2 separate regions of the Mus musculus genome follow, and region 1 is linked to region 2. Evidence: chromatin contacts called from public Hi-C data. All regions are on one chromosome and are shown on one strand. The core of a region is the stretch at or near the end of the contact, and the rest is flanking DNA. Distances in the headings are between cores, read along the strand shown. Region 1 has its middle 19 kb from the start of 7530428D23Rik. Region 2 has its middle 220 kb from the start of Gm31610.

Evidence for each region. Hi-C and Micro-C count contacts between places; a contact is called where the count stands out from the background.
Region 1: a Hi-C map of myocytes shows a contact between it and region 2, with 5 times the contacts expected there. The contact joins two enhancer-like sites. A contact is called at or near these places in 4 of 484 Hi-C or Micro-C datasets (the HL-1 cell line, adipose-derived mesenchymal stem cells, myocytes and 1 more).

Annotation. Positions count from the first base shown.
Region 1 is chr3:21,817,142-21,821,821 of GRCm38.p6, forward strand. No RefSeq gene overlaps it. Among named protein-coding and RNA genes, the nearest start is that of 7530428D23Rik, 19 kb to the left of the region's middle. Within about 2 kb of position 2,055, at least 28 of the 459 cell types and tissues checked have an H3K27ac peak or open chromatin away from gene starts, as enhancers often do. A contact at or near this core is called in myocytes, where this site is marked.
Region 2 is chr3:21,269,068-21,273,720 of GRCm38.p6, forward strand. No RefSeq gene overlaps it. Among named protein-coding and RNA genes, the nearest start is that of Gm31610, 220 kb to the right of the region's middle. Within about 2 kb of position 3,319, at least 10 of the 459 cell types and tissues checked have an H3K27ac peak or open chromatin away from gene starts, as enhancers often do. A contact at or near this core is called in myocytes, where this site is marked.

The sequences.
Region 1 (4,680 bases), core at 805-3,304, 550 kb after region 2:
CTTAAGTTCAGGGGACAGCCGTGTCCAAATTCACTGGGCTTCTGGCCCAAAAAGCAAACTCTGGAAGACTGGGAAGAGTTACATTGTTTCCAAACTCATGCAGTGGCCAATTGCCATGCTAGCTTGGCTCTTCTGCAGTGAGATATGAGAGATTAACAGAACAAACTGCAATGGCTTAGAAACAAGTATTTCCTAGTTACTACATTAAGATGTGTTTCTTTATTCTCTGGAAAAGAAATGAGTATCCTTTAACATCTTCATGGGAAATACTTGGGTTTATTTCAATGATCTTCTTGTCTGGGTATGATGGCACTGGAACACACTGAATTTATTAGTTAATGACTAATGAATCACATTTTATTTGCATGTTTTAAGACAGTTTCAAAGCTCTTGTGGTTAATTCAAGCAATAAAACATCTCTGAGAAACCATGGCTGAAGTGCTTGCATTGGCTTTGCCTCCTTTATTCAGTGTAGAAGAATGATTCCAGAAGGCAAGCCAGCTATGATTGTGTGCAAAGTGATCACTGCAATTACCCTTTGCGGTGACAAAGACCTCAGAGCATCATGCACTGCTAACATTTGCTCCCCTACTGTGATTAAAAGATGACATGCTGAGACTTACATTCATCAGGCGCCATGAGATTCCAGGGTATTTTTCTCTTGTGTAAAATAGACAGCATTATTTTCCAAACTTGAAGTTCAGGTTTAGGTAATTTTCTTAGATACATAGGATATGACAGAACCAGGCTTAACAGGTGACATGAGTGCCTTTACAGAAAACAGTAACCCTAACTCAGTCCTCAGTTGACTTGAATGGGAAGAATTTGCTAAATTATATACTTAGCAAATAGGCCAGAACTATTCTAACAAAATTCTCTATCATGAGCAACAAGATTCTTGGGTATCACAGTATGAGGAGGTCGGCTGTGAAGAGACAGAGAGCAGGTGAAATAGACTTTAAGGATGGAGACACAGAGGAGCCCAACCCACACAGATATTTCAGAAGGAAGATAGCTACCCACTTTTAGATTTATTCCCTCGATTGTTTAAGTTTACAAGGAACTCCATCAAATAGATCAACCCCTATTCTACACTATGGTTGTTCAGATTTGGGACTGAGGGGAGAGCTTTTCAGGATCTACGTAAACATCAAGTGCTCTCAAATCTTAGAACCTTTATAGCATGTTTTGAGCACTTATCATTAGATACATTTTGAAATATATGAGGAAGATGCATTACTGATATCGAGGAAGGTCAGAGGAAACCAAATAAGTACACCTCATTTGTGGAATGAGTGGGCCCATGAATAAATATGACAAGAGAGACCTAAGTGTTAAAGGATAAAAGTGGGGGTGGGGGGTGTCACATCTCTCTTGAGGCAGAGAAGACCTTTCAACAATGGTGTGTGATATGAGGCTTGCTAGAATAGTAAACAGTGGTGACTGGGGAAAAGTAAGCAAAAGAAATTCCAGGAACACCCACAAAACCCTAAGTGAAAAGGAGTCCACAATTCTGTGGTGAAAAAAAAAATGCTTGAGATGTTTTGACAAGTTGAGGGACAGATCCAGCCAGAGTTTTATCAGAAAACCAGAGGGTGAAGAATAGCCTAATAAGACACTGGAGCACAGCTGAAGATTCACAGAATAACCTGGTTCTAGAAAAGAGAATGCATGAACGGTGCTCCAGTGGCACCTCAGCTACCCCAAGAGGATGTTGGTGAGGTCATGGAAGCCTGTATTAAAGTGATGGCGTTAGATGAGAGGAAAAGAAAGAGTCATAACAGAGAGGAATTAGCCAGGCTTTGTAAATAAAAGATCAAGAGGACCTCTGATTTTAGACTTGGGAATAATGGCATCACTAAATAGGACAGGGACAGTCCAAAAGTAATCAGGAATAAGTGCTACTTAAGCTGGAAAAAACATTACTAATGCCGAACACATGCTGGTCTATTCTCAAACAACGGGGCAACACTCTTTTTCTTAATGACTGTGTTGTCTACCGTGACAGGTGGCCCAAAGGAGGGTTAACAGAGCCCCAAGGACCTCCAGGTCTCTAGCTCAATGTCATGGTTCTCAAGTGTCTAAAATTGTTGCCATATCTTATCTAACAGCTGTCCACTGACTTATGTGAGAACAACTAGAAGACTTCAGTTAGGTTCTGGCAAAACAGGTGTTCCTCTTTAAACCTGATACCCTCCTTAGTAGAGGAGAGACTTTTGTGAAAAACTAAACCACCTCTCGTCCTTTGGTTGTCTGCTAAGATATTTTTGGACTAATCAGAACCATTCAAGCATGGGATAGCATATCTGTTTGAAATAATTAAAAATTTTAGGAGTCAAGTTCTTGCCTAGCATACATGAAGCCCTGGGTTCAATCCCCGATACCACATAAAGTGAGCCTAGTGCCATATACCTGCAACCCAGCACTCGGAAGATAGCAACAGGAGGATAGAAATTCAAAGTCATCCTTGATTACACACCAAATTTGAGGACAACCTGAGATGCATGACACCCACCCTCCCCTCCCCCATTATGATGGCCCGGCAAAAGTAGTTTTAAAAGTCAAGGGTGTATGCTGAAGAAGCATGCTAAATTTGTCATTCAACAGCTTCCCTGCTTTTATCTTCCCTCTACTCTTTCAAGGTCATTTCCAAGGTGACTTCGAATGTTTTAGCTTTCTGTCAGTTCTTTAACAGCATCTGGTTCTGGGGGCAGTGGGGGACATTCACAAAGAAAGAATGGGTTTCTCTCTGTTCAGAAATACTGAAGATATCCAGGATGAGGACCACAGCCAGCTAGTGAGTCTGTAGGTTTTTGAAGCATATACATATATATTTATTAACATATACTTATATATTTACACATATGAATAAAATAGTTCCTTCCTTCCAAATTCAGAGTTACAAGATAAACATCCTAAGCATGAGGGGACACACACAGATTGATCCCCCAAACCTCCACAGCAGTAGACTACGATCTACTGAAAAGATGTATGTGGACGGCTCCTGTAGCAAACTACAACAATTGAAGTCTCATAAGAATTGTGCGTGAGTCTGTGCATTCCTCTGTGTCAGCTGAGGCCACAGGAATTCTGGCAGGAGTTTAAAAGTAGACCCATCCCTGTTGCTATTTGCAGCTCTGCCAGAATCCAAGAACCCAGGATGGTTATCAACAATGTAAGCAAGGAATCAAGCCAAAGCATTTTCCCTATCCCTCTCACCACACTGCCCAAAAAAGCAGGAAGTAGCCACAAAACTTGATTGCAACATGCAAAGACAATCAATCTGATGCCTGCTTTGTAACTGTGATATATAAAGCACATCTAGAGCCTTTCCCACAAGCATTTTAGGTTTAATTTTGGAATTTCTGAGTTAATCAAAGAGTTGGTTTTTTATTGTTGGTGGTGGGTTTCTTTCTTTCTTTCTTTCTTTCCCCATGATGATAGAGGCAGCTCTGTGAACTCAGTAGGGTTGATGTCTGAAAAAGGAAAGAACGGTCAGGTTACCCACATGATCAGCAGAAACATGACAGCTGGCTAAAGTCTTAGGAAGAAATTCAACATAGAGCTAGCTACTTACAGTTAAATAATTAACACAAGCAGCACTATTGCCTATTATGAAGCATCTTGAGTGTTTTCAATGTTCTGCTATAATGTCATACAGCCTTTGATTTGGTATCTATTGATTTGCATATTTGCATTCATGTGGGGTTATGTGTTTGCCAGTGCATATGGAACCCAAAGGACAACCTCAGATACCATTCCTCAGGTGCTGTCCACTGTTTCTTATTTTATTCATTTACTGTAATTTTAATTTTATTTATTTATGTTGAGACAGGGTCTCTCACTGGCCTAAAATTTACGAAGGAAGCTAAACTGGCTGGTAATGAACACCAGGATCCATCTGTCTCCACCTCTGAGAGACCACGAGTATGCTTTTTATTATTGTTTTCTATTTATTTTTTTATGTGAGTTCTGGGATTTAAACAGATCCACGGGCTTCTAAGACAAGCGTCATTTGGGATGGGGCATCTCACCAGCTCTGTTGTTTTTTTGTTTTGTTTTGTTTTTGTTTTTGTTTTAACCCTGTATTTATGTGAGAGAAGTGAGACTTCAAATGCTCACCAGCTCTGTTGTTTTTTTGTTTTGTTTTGTTTTTGTTTTTGTTTTAACCCTGTATTTATGTGAGAGAAGTGAGACTTCAAATGCTAGGAAACAAAGCTCAATAGATCAACTAAACTAGGCCTCTCCAGGCCTCACAGAACTGCCACACCGCTCTGTCAAGAACTGATAGTGTCAGAGCTCGATAACTCAGGCTCCTTTGATGCTTTTAGGAAGTGTCTCTCATCACATGCCACCAGAAAATCTTAGCTAAACTGAACTTTTCGTTACTTGATTTTTAATTTCATAGCTAAGATGCTTGGTTAAAAAAAAAAGTATCCTTCTCTCACAGAGACTGAGGTAGGTTAGCGATAAAGGAGCTGGAGGCATCTTCCTCCACCCCCACCCGAACCACCACAGGGCGAATCAGCTTTCAAAACCTGGCTGTGTGTTAGAGGAGCCAGAGCTTTTAAAGAATACTTCACAGCATCAATCCAGGGATTGCTTAAGAAAAAACGCAGAGGGATTGAGACTGAATCTCAGTGTTAAAACTCTCATCTCCTCAACATGAGTCTAATGAAT
Region 2 (4,653 bases), core at 2,069-4,568:
TTGCCATTTGAGAGACACATACATACTGTGGAAACCTAGCAGCGAGGAATCAGGGCTGTTAATGCAAGCACATACTGACCCCAGACCCATGCAGGGCTTCAGCAATTCCAAGTCTCATCATCAAAAAAGTCATGAAAACCAAATGGCCCTGAGAATCCTGTGCCAGACTCCATCAGTGAGTGGTATTGAGCCATGCCAAGGACCAAAGGTGGACTGCCAAGCACAATATCATGTATGCCTTTGATGTAGGTGACATAGCAGTCACCTCAGTGATTTCTAGGGATACGATAGCTCTTTTCACCCCTCGACTACTCTCTCTATCTTGCCTGTTCCCCTCTCAACCTCATTAACAGTTCTCATGTTCCCATAAACACATTCTCTGAGGTTTTCCTGGGGAAGATTACACAATGGAACTGGGCTGCTTCTGCTTCGCCAATTCATATTGAGAGGAGAAAACTGGGATAGAGAGCAGCTAGAAGAGGGTCTGTAGTGCCTCTCCAGTCTCCCTCTGGGAGCCTTCTCCTCAGACTCTAAGGACTTTAATTATTGGCTAGTGACCTAGAAAGTGACATGACTTCTGAACTGAGATTTGTCGGCCTGGGTTCCATTATCACAGAGAGATGGAATTTCAATCACCTTTGCCTTTTGTTTGTCATGGCCAATCAGAGTAAACCATATACAGATTTTTGTTGTTAGTGGATGAGGAGATTTTTTTTTCTTTGAGACCAAGTCTTGCTGTGCCTCTGATTGGCAGGTAATTGTCTAAGCTATCCCAGAATTCATAGTAGTTCTCCAGTCACAGGCTACTAAGTGTTGAAACTGCACAACTTCAACAATATTAATTTGTATTAAATAACATCCAATTTTCTTCTAATTGGTGTTCCAGCAGTATGCTTGAACTTCAAAGAAAATAGACACGTAAAAAGTAAAACAAAATTTCCACGTGATAATTCAGATTAATTATTAAAATAATCTCAAGGAATTTGTTGATTAAGTCATCTCACTCAATAGGAAGTGTGCAAACTTTCACTTTGAAAATAATTGAACATTTAAATTATTCAGATGTGCTATCACAAGTTGTATGTGTGTGTCTGTGTGTGTGTATACATGTGCATGCTAATGTGTTTTTTAAAGATGAACATGTGTACATGTGTATGTGTATGGACATCAGAGGTTGGTTCCCAGTGTCTTCTTCAGTCTCTCTATATATCTTGCTTTTTATAGTAGGGTCTCTCACTGAAAGTAGCTCACTAATTTGGCTAAATTGACTCCTGTCTCAGCCTCCCCAGTGCTAGGATTACAAGTGTTCAACTCCATTCTCTAGTTTTGACATGACTAGTTTGGATTGAACTCAGGTCGTCATGCTTTCTCAGAAACTATTCTACTTACACCCAAGACGTTTATAGTATATGATTTGGGTCACTTATGGTGTTACATTCACAAATAAAATAAGTCTTGAAGGGCATAGAGCCTACCTGAATGCCAACTGAATTAATTCAGTGGCTGCTCTATCACAGTAACAGAATGCCCATAGCAAATGTGGGCTTTCCACGCACTGTTTTCAGGTCTGTAGAAGAGGATTTGAGAGAAAATCATAGGGGTACACTAAAGAAACTTTCCAGAGAGAATCACAATAGTTCTGAGGGTCCCGTGGATGAATAAAATCATTTCTCATGTGTGTTGGTGTGTAATTAACACAAATTTTGCCCTGATTTTTGACCCCAAAGTCTCAGAAGTTTGTGAGAATATAGAGAATATTTACAGAAAAGCATTTTTCCTGAATAATTTTATTATGAAAATGTGGCACAAATCTTTGAAACAATAATTCTTTCTAGGAAGCTTCAAGAAGTTTTTTGAATAATCAAGGGACTCTACACAATACACATATGGTGGTGTCCGTGTAATTCCATCCCGCTTCTGCCCACTCTCAAACAGCTGCAGTTCCCCTGTGTCTTGAATGAAGAGAATTGGCACTTGAGAGGAGTGCAATTGGAAAAGAAACAAAATATGCTTGCTCATATTTTCTTCCCAATTAATTTTCCTTCCTGTGTATGTAAGCGGTGGGTAGGGGTGCACACTTACACTTGCATGTGCAAAGTTTCTGTTTGTGCAAGTGCTCAAGCATGTTTGTGCAGAACAGCAAAACAAATCTCCTGGTATTGTCTCTGAAACTCTGTTCTCCTTCTCTGTCTCTGTTTCAGCCTCTGCCTCTCTCTCTGTCTCTCTGTCTCCCTGTCTCCCTGTCTCTCTGTCTCCCTGTCTCTCTCTCTACCTCTGTCTCTGCTTCTCTCAATGGTCTCTCAGTTGCCTGTAGCTTGTCAACTAGGCTAGTTGGCCAGCAAAACCAAAGCTTTTTGTTTGCCTCTATATTGCCAGTGCTGAGATTATAAACTTATACTATTATGCTAAAGATCAAAGCCATCCTTACATGGTCTATCTTCTGAGCTATCTTACTAGATATAGTGTTCATTTCAGATGTAAGAATGAAAAATAAGAGGAAGAAAAAAATCTGGAAATTATGTGAAAAGAACCTTCAGATGCCAGACAGTGAAAGAAGATAAACTTGCTCATCACAGTTTCACTGAATGTATAGCCTGTATATGAGAAAAATTATTTTAATAATTATGTAATGTGTTTTCCAAAGTTATGATAAGAAACTATGCAGACTTTTAAAAGAAAGAAATATAAAGGATTTATTCTGAAGAAATTAATTGTAAAATTAAAAAATGATAAAAAACAATATTGTTAAAATGTTAAACTGAAATCCTACTTCAAAATCATACTAGTGCCAATTAGCTTTTTAAAAGTTGTTTTTGCCAGGCATGGTGGCAAATCTGTAAACCCAGCACACAGGAGTCTGAGCCAGGAGGATTGCCACCAGTTCATGGCCAGACTAAGCTACGTAGTGAGTTATAATCAATAAAAGCCCTGCACCCTTCTCCCACCCCACCCCACCGCCCCAAAAAAGAAAAGAGATGGAAGTTAAATGAAGTGCTTTGGGAGAGGACTAGAGATCAGTCTGGTGGCACTGAGCTAATTTTACCTCTAATTTCAGCAATCAGCAATTAGGATACTGAATCATGAGGCCTGTGAGTTTCAGAACAGACTGTTTCAAAACAATAACAAAAACAAAAGACTATCTTATTGTTAAAATAGAACCAAAACCCTTGTTAAAATCTGAGATTTTGCTGCATTTTAAACTCTTAACACCTCCTAAAAATAGCTGAGTCAGTGACAGGTGTCAGGATGACCCAGGATCTGTGAGGCATTCCCTAAGTGCTCCAGCACATGACGGATTCTCACATGGCCAGCCTCTGTCCTTGACATGGTTGTCTTAGATACAGGCATCACCCAGGAGTTTCCATTCCATTCAGCCAAATGTCTCAATCCTCTGATTTTTCCTTTGTGATGGTCAGGTGCTCCTGATCTTGACAATCAAAGCAAACAGCTAGTTCAAGCACCGCCCGCCCACATTTGGAACGGCATTTAAGGTCAGTTCCAGCTGCCTCTTTTCAAGGGCACAGGCAGCAGCCCACTGGATTCTCCAGCCCATTCCTGTGGAGAAGATCCTTGACTAGAGGAGAGAAGGCTTAGGTCCTCACGGTCAGGACTGTGCTCACATTTCAGATCCATAGTGGAGGTTACTGAGCACTTGGCTAGAGGCACTAGGTTAGATCTTCACCACCACAATAATAAAATATTCCAGCCTTCCACTTACTAAGTGCAACACTGGGAAAGCCCCTTTAAAGTTGGTATTACAGTGGTCTAAGGTAATCACACACAACAGTGATCAGTACTTGGCACAAGGTAAAGCAGGATAGAAAACTATATAAGAACCCACCAATCTAGCATGGGCCTTACAGACATCACTTTGAATCATTCTAAGGTCATACAAGGACAAAACCACACTCCTTTTAGCTACCCTTCCTTCTGCACTCCTCTCTTTTTCCTCTTTCTTCTCTCTCTCTCTCTCTCTCTCTCTCTCTCTCTCTCTCTCTTTCTTTCTTTCTTTCATCATTCCGAGACAGGGTCATGTGTAACCCAGGTCAACCTCAAACTCACTATATAGTCAAAGATGACATTGAACTCCTGATCTTAACATCTCTTCCCCAGCTAGAAAGGCAAATGGATACCACTGTGCCTGGTTTGTGCAGTTATGGAGATCAACTATACCATTAGGCAATGGCTCTACCATCTGAGCAATAGCTTCAGCCTTTTCAACAGTGATAGATAGTTTCACTTTGCAACTAAAAGAACAGAAAGGCTAAAGCTCCAGGAAGCAAGTGGAGATGGAAGAGAACAAACTGGAAGAAAAAGCTCTTTGGGGGAATGATGAACTCACTGGAAATGTCATCTTACTCAACAGATGAGAAGTGTTTCCTCACAGAACATTGCATAATAGCAATTGGAATATTATAGTATAGTTTTTCCTCTGAGGCACTAATGTATTTTTTATCATTTTCTGCATGAATTATTGTCTCATCCTTTAAAGGCTGAAAACAGCGGAAGTTGGCTATATCAGCTTAGCTTAGTAGTTTGAGATCCTGTTCCCTCATGACCTATAATCAAGGTTTGGCTGGACTGCAGTTATTTTAAGCATTGGATCGGGAAGGACTTGCTCTATTGCTTATTCTCAAAGCTTTTAACAGGCTT